Linked DNA regions of Mus musculus: region 1 is linked to region 2. A link is a contact called in public HiChIP or PLAC-seq data. All regions are on one chromosome and are shown on one strand. The core of a region is the stretch at or near the end of the contact, and the rest is flanking DNA. Distances in the headings are between cores, read along the strand shown. Region 1 holds the start of 1810009A15Rik (RIKEN cDNA 1810009A15 gene). Region 2 holds the start of 1700105P06Rik (RIKEN cDNA 1700105P06 gene).

Region 1 (2,899 bases), core at 261-2,760, 1.5 Mb after region 2:
GCCCAGCCAGTAATGATGTCAGGTCTCCCCACCTGGTAACCCAGTATTACCCTCAGGCTCCAGGTTTATGAACCAGGACACAAATTGTGCAAACCAGGAAAACACTCTCAATTACTAGCTATTCATACAATGGCAAAATTCCAACTCTATGTTTGACCAACAAAAGCAGAATGGAAACTCTCAGAAATCTTTTGAGATTTAACTGAATGTCTTATAAGGCCTTAACTTTTATTCTTTGGTCTTTCGAGACAAGGTTTCTCTGTATCACCCTGGCTGTCCTGGAACTCACGCTGTAGACCAGGCCGGCCTTGAACTCAGAAATCTGCCTGTCACTGCCTGCCAAGTGCTGGGATTAAATGTGTGGGCCACCATTGCCCGGTTTAGGGCTTAATTTTTATACCCAGTCCAGCCATTGGATTTTTTTTTTCTTACTTCTAGTAGGGCAGCTGAAAAGGAGGGTCCTTGAATCCTCAGGCAAATCTCGCTTAGCAACAATTATCCCTGGAGAGCTGTGAGGAACCTAAGGATGCTAGGGCTCCCAGATTCTGCACTGGGAATGGCAATGGCCTCCTTGTATAAGGCTGTTTATGTAGGTCCCAGCACGGAGACAAGTCCACCCCGAGAACATCCACAGGGCATGCCTGTGGAGGATTGAGATCCTAGTTTTACTTCCAATATCTTAGTGAGAAAGCTGTGCCTACCGCCAGTTTAAATGCCAGGAAGCTTGAAGATAAGGGTGCATGCTACCCCAGGTTAGTTCTGCTGATTACACGTGCGCACCATTACGCTAGGCTTTTTACCATAACTACAGGTTTGATTCCCATGCCTTTAGGAGCGCACTTTCTATACTCATAAAGATTTACATCCTGGTTGAGATTTAGCTTATTAAGTCCCCCCACAAGATCGACCAGAGATCTTTAGTGAATAGTCACTATCACTCCCAACATGTGCTTTCGGTCCTAAAGATTTGCAAATTACGAGTCGCAGAAAAAAAAGGTAGCGAACACAGGGTCCTTAGGGTTCACAGACTTTATTGATTCAATAATAAACAGCAAAGAAAATGTTAACCATCACTCCGGGAGCGTCAATGTCGACCTAAAATAAAATAAAAAGCGTTGAGTAACCCAGAGGGGACTGCGGGACCTAGCTACATTTCTGCACGGTTAAGTGTTCCGGCGTCTGAGGATAGAACCCGCGAACGGGAAGCCGCAAGCACCGAAGACATAACGCCGAGAGGGCCAGAGCCCTTTCTTCTACCTCCGTACATTACGGGGAGCGGGACCGCACGCCCGGTCCCCGCCAAGAAAAGGAGGATCTACAAAGTCAGGCCCAGTTCCCAGTAGTTCCCTCGCATATAAAGACAAAATCAAGACTCACGTGAAAACCACCCTTGGAAAGGCCCCGCAACGCGCGGAACAACCTTATATACCCCTGGTGCCCGCCTCCAAGCTGCGATTGGTTCGGAGGCATCAGAGGGCGGGGTCTTTTGCGTGTGGCGGAACCTGTGAGCGGAGCGGAAGTGCGGCTTTTGGAATGAGCCGCGGAGTGTAGCCATGGCACCTCCGGGAGGAAAGATCAATCGTCCCCGGACGGTGACTGAACTGTGGGAGTGGGAACTGCGTCTTTGTTTCCCTTTGCTTCCCGGCATTTTCCTCTTTGGAAACAGGATTAGTTAGGGGCTGGGGTTGTTAGGTGCGGAGGATCCCGGGTGGGTGTGCAGAACCTTACATGCGCATCTTTTTCTTCCGCAGGAGCTGAAGAAGAAGTTGTTCAAGCGCCGCAGGGTATTAAGCAGGGATCGGCGACGGAAACGCCAGGTGGTCGGGGCTGTGATAGACGAAGGGCTGACTACGAAGCACCACCTCAAGAAGCGGGCGTACGTACAGTATTATCCTCCGGTTGGACATTCCTACCCACTTCCTACCAGGTTTCAGAGCATCCCAGAGGTCTCCAAATTTCTTGTTCTCTTTCACGTTTATGCAGCAACTAGTTGAGAGTTATGTTAGTTTCCAAACTACTAGCCTCTTATGGTATCATTGCTCACAGGATTCTGATGCTGTTGTTGATTGTTTTGTCTCGGGTTTTCAAGCAGGGTTTCTCTGTAGCTCTGGCTGTTCTGGAACTTTCTGTGTTGACCAGGCTGGCCTCTAACTAAGAGATCCACTTACCTCTGCCTCCCAAGTTCTGGGATTAAAGTCCTTCACCACCCCCACCACCCCCCAGCTGCTCACTGGATTTTTTTTTTTTTTTTTTTTTCAAGACAGGGTTTCTTTGTGTCGCCCTGGCTGTCCTGGAACTCACCCTGTAGACCAGGCTGGCCTCGAACTCAGAACTTACTGACTTAATACTATTGAGGTACATATTGAAGTCAAATTGTTAAAAAGTCTTAAGTGTTAAAGAGTTCCCTGAGGACACCAGAGCCCATTCAGTAATTTGAATGCAGAGACCTTATAAAACAAAAACTGGGCAATGATGCTCCCATTTAAATTCCAGTGCCAGGAGACTAAGACAGAAAGGTTGCCTGTTGGCTAGCCTGGTCTACAGAGTGAGACCTTTTCTTAGCTGGGGTCATTTTTGAGGCTCAGTTTGGTACAAATGAACCTGGATATTTTTTGTTTCCTGTCACTCAGGTCCAGTGCTCGTGCCAACATCACGCTGTCTGGGAAGAAGCGCAGGAAACTCTTGCAGCAGATCCGACTTGCCCAGAAAGAAAAAGCAGCCATGGAAGGTAAGTCTTGGGCACAGAGGCTACACAACAAGAAGTCTGGATTTTACCTGGGTTTTATCTTTTTTTTTTTTTTTTTTTTAGGATTTATTTATTTATTTATTTATTTACAGTGTGTGCACTGTAGCTGTCTTCAGACACTCCAGAAGAGGGCATCAGATTTTTGTTATGGAT
Region 2 (2,741 bases), core at 79-2,578:
CATCTTGGTTAAGCACTCTATAAACCAGCACAAGTAAAAAATAACCTGTGTGATGCACCAAACAGTGAGAGGAATGTGCCCCACCCCCCAATTTCCTAACCTTCCCTCCCATCTCCAAAAATGAGTTAAAGAAACACAATGACCAATTTGGTTCTCAATCTATTCTGGGTACTGTCATGCTTAAGGGAAACAGGTATTCCACCCTAAGGAAATATTTGCATTTTTCATGACTAATTATCTTCCACAAAGGTAGCTCTTTGTTTTCTCCTTTGGACCAGAGAGGCTGGGGAAGGAGGACGGGAAGGGAGAGCAATGTATTCCCAGATTGTCCCTCAAACACCTCCTTTGGTGACTAATCTCCATGTAGATGACATGGCTTGTTACCCACCCCCAAGCAAGTCCCGCTTTTCTCAAACGGGGTGCTACTAGCAATTCCATTCAAATGCCGGGTTTTAGACTTGACACCTGTGGCTCCTGAAACAGAAGGCCTAGAGGATTGAGGACGGGTGGAGGCTTCTACTTACTGGGTTATTTCCCCTCTCTGGAGGTCGCCAGCCGCGCCAGCCTTCACCTCCGTTATCACTACGGGGGACTAGCCTGGGGCCTAGAGGCCTGGTCGCCCCTCGGCCTAAGAAACAGACCGGAACCGGGAGACAACAGCCGGGCACAAACCACTGTACTGGGAATCCGGCCTCTACTCTGGGCCCGAGGGGGCGCAGGGAACCGGAAGACCTGAACCGCTCCTTCGGTGTGGATGGAAGTCTCTAGACCCTGAGCGGGGGAGGGGCGGCGGAGGAAGGGGGGCTCCGAGAGGCCTGGGATTCCAAACCCGGTGGGGGAGGAGCGAGGGCGCCGTAGCCGCGGACCGGACAGGGAAGGGCCCTCTGGGGCTGCAGATGCCGGCCCAGGGAAGCGCCTGGGGACCGGGAACCGGGGACCGGGACCTGGAGATCTAGTCCCGGACCACCAAGCGGAAGTGAGGTGTCCCCCCCCTCACCTCGGAGCATCGGCTCGGGCCGCGGGATCACGGCCACCACCACGGCCTCGTCGTCATCATCCCCTTCCTCACACTTGAGCGTCACCTCGAAGCAATCCAGAGCCGCGGCGCCCTTGGCTTTCAGGGCCATGGCGAGGCGAAGAAGGGCGACCGGATAGCCGAGGACGTTCGCACAGACCTCGGCGCACCGCCTGTGGCGGCCGCCTCCTGCCCCGGACCACCCCGGGCCCGCGGCTCGCCTAGCTCACCCGCCGCTCGCCCGGCCGCCCCGCCAGCCACGGGCTTCAACGCGTCACGACCCCGGGCGGGGAGGGTTCGATCCGGGGCCCCCAACCCCGCCGCTCCCTTTTATGGAGGCTCATTGTCAGCGTCCGTCCGGCAGTCCCGCCTCCAGACCAGGCTGGCCAATCACGTGAGGACACGCCCCCTAGCCCCGCCCCAGCCACAGGTCTGGGCCAGAACCCTGTGCAGCGCGTTTGTCTCTGGCCGGTTTGCTCGGCGGCGAAGCCTGGAGTTTTCCTGGGAGCGGCGCCGGCAGCCTTGGAGACCCGGTAGGGCATCCCCACCAATGGCTGGAGGAAAGGGCTGCTCGGCATCTTACTTCTTGGCTTTCCCCTGACTAGCTGCCTGCCTGGGAGGCAACACAGACGAGAAAAGACCGGTGGGGATGTGTGAAGGATACATAGGCTCAGAAGTGTGGAGACATCTCTTCTAATTTCTTTGGGCCTCGTTCCTTTCTACTAGCACATACGCTTTAGGGAAAGAAAAATCACTTTGGATCCTCCTAAACAAAGATTCTAGAAGATGAAGAGGACAAGAGTGGCGTGTGGGCGTGTGTAAACCGCTTCCGATGGATATAATTTACGTTAAAAACAAAACAAAACAAAAAACGTGAGTCCAGAGAGTGTGGCCTTTTCCCAGGACACAGCAAATCCCCTGAGAGCCTCCAAGACCGGGATCCGGTTGCTATGGCGCTGCTGCCTGGCATTCGTGCCTGAGTGAAGACTGTCACAATGGGCACTTACACTTCTGCATAACATCCCCTCCCCACACACATACACACACCAGACACGCTAGATTTCAGCTGAGAAACGGCAAAAATGTCTGGCACTCAAAATTCTGATTTTAAGTGCTACCAACAGTAATTATCAGCCCAGAAACAGTAATTGTGGATGATGTAGGAGGCTAGGGGACAGAAGAGAAACAGTTCACTTACCGTATATTGTGTGTGTGTGTGTGTGTGTGTGTGTGTGTGTGTGTGTGTGTGTTTGTGTGTGCGCGCGCGCCCTGGGCATACCCACCCCCCCCCCATCCACTGCATAACCAGCTTTTATTTTGTTGAGATAAGGACTCACTTTCATGTCAGTCTGACCTGGAATCTGTGTAACCCTGCTTGCCCCAAACCTTTTCCTCCTCCCTCCATTCCCCTGGCACAAGGATTAAAGGTCTGAGCTGACACCACATACAGCAGCCACAATAGAAAGAACTGAGGAAATTTCTATTACTTTGAAATGTACCCAGTACTAAAAAGATACTCCAAATCAAGCAATTTCCTAGGCCTGGATAGTTCTTACCTAAAGGCTGTTCTTTGCTTTTTGCCCAATGCCTCTGGGTAGGTAGTCTGTTCTGTTTTTGCAGTGGGCTGGCTACAGGACTCAAGCTTCCGGGAGATTGTGACTAAGGCCTGAAAGGCAAGAAAAAGAAAAGCCTGTTATTTCCCTCCCTCTGTCCCTCCTGAGTTCTA

Evidence for each region. HiChIP or PLAC-seq counts read pairs in DNA pulled down with a chosen protein or histone mark.
Region 1: an H3K4me3 HiChIP or PLAC-seq map of stem cell-derived neural progenitor cells shows a contact between it and region 2, with 5 times the contacts expected there. The contact joins the promoter of 1810009A15Rik here to the promoter of 1700105P06Rik in region 2. A contact is called at or near these places in 4 of 39 promoter capture datasets (the SN4741 cell line, cranial neural crest, hippocampal neurons and 1 more) and 1 of 115 datasets of contacts at active chromatin or transcription factors (stem cell-derived neural progenitor cells).

Annotation. Positions count from the first base shown.
Region 1 is chr19:8,887,373-8,890,271 of GRCm38.p6, forward strand. 1810009A15Rik (RIKEN cDNA 1810009A15 gene) reads left to right here and starts at 1,511. Exons shown (of 4, transcript NM_025463.3): 1 at 1,511-1,592; 2 at 1,752-1,876; 3 at 2,631-2,728. The coding sequence starts at 1,554. It overlaps Lbhd1 (LBH domain containing 1), which reads left to right. Exons shown (of 6, transcript NM_001286103.1): 4 at 1,752-1,876; 5 at 2,631-2,728. 5730408K05Rik (RIKEN cDNA 5730408K05 gene) reads right to left here and starts at 1,398. Exons shown (of 1, transcript NR_027866.1): 1 at 1,015-1,398. It overlaps Snora57 (small nucleolar RNA, H/ACA box 57), which reads right to left and starts at 1,313; the gene lies at 1,164-1,313. It also overlaps Mir5136.
Region 2 is chr19:7,381,675-7,384,415 of GRCm38.p6, forward strand. It overlaps 1700105P06Rik (RIKEN cDNA 1700105P06 gene), which reads left to right and starts at 1,329. Exons shown (of 1, transcript NR_045703.1): 1 at 1,329-1,887. Spindoc (spindlin interactor and repressor of chromatin binding) reads right to left here and starts at 1,352. Exons shown (of 6, transcript NM_001033139.3): 1 at 998-1,352. The coding sequence starts at 1,127.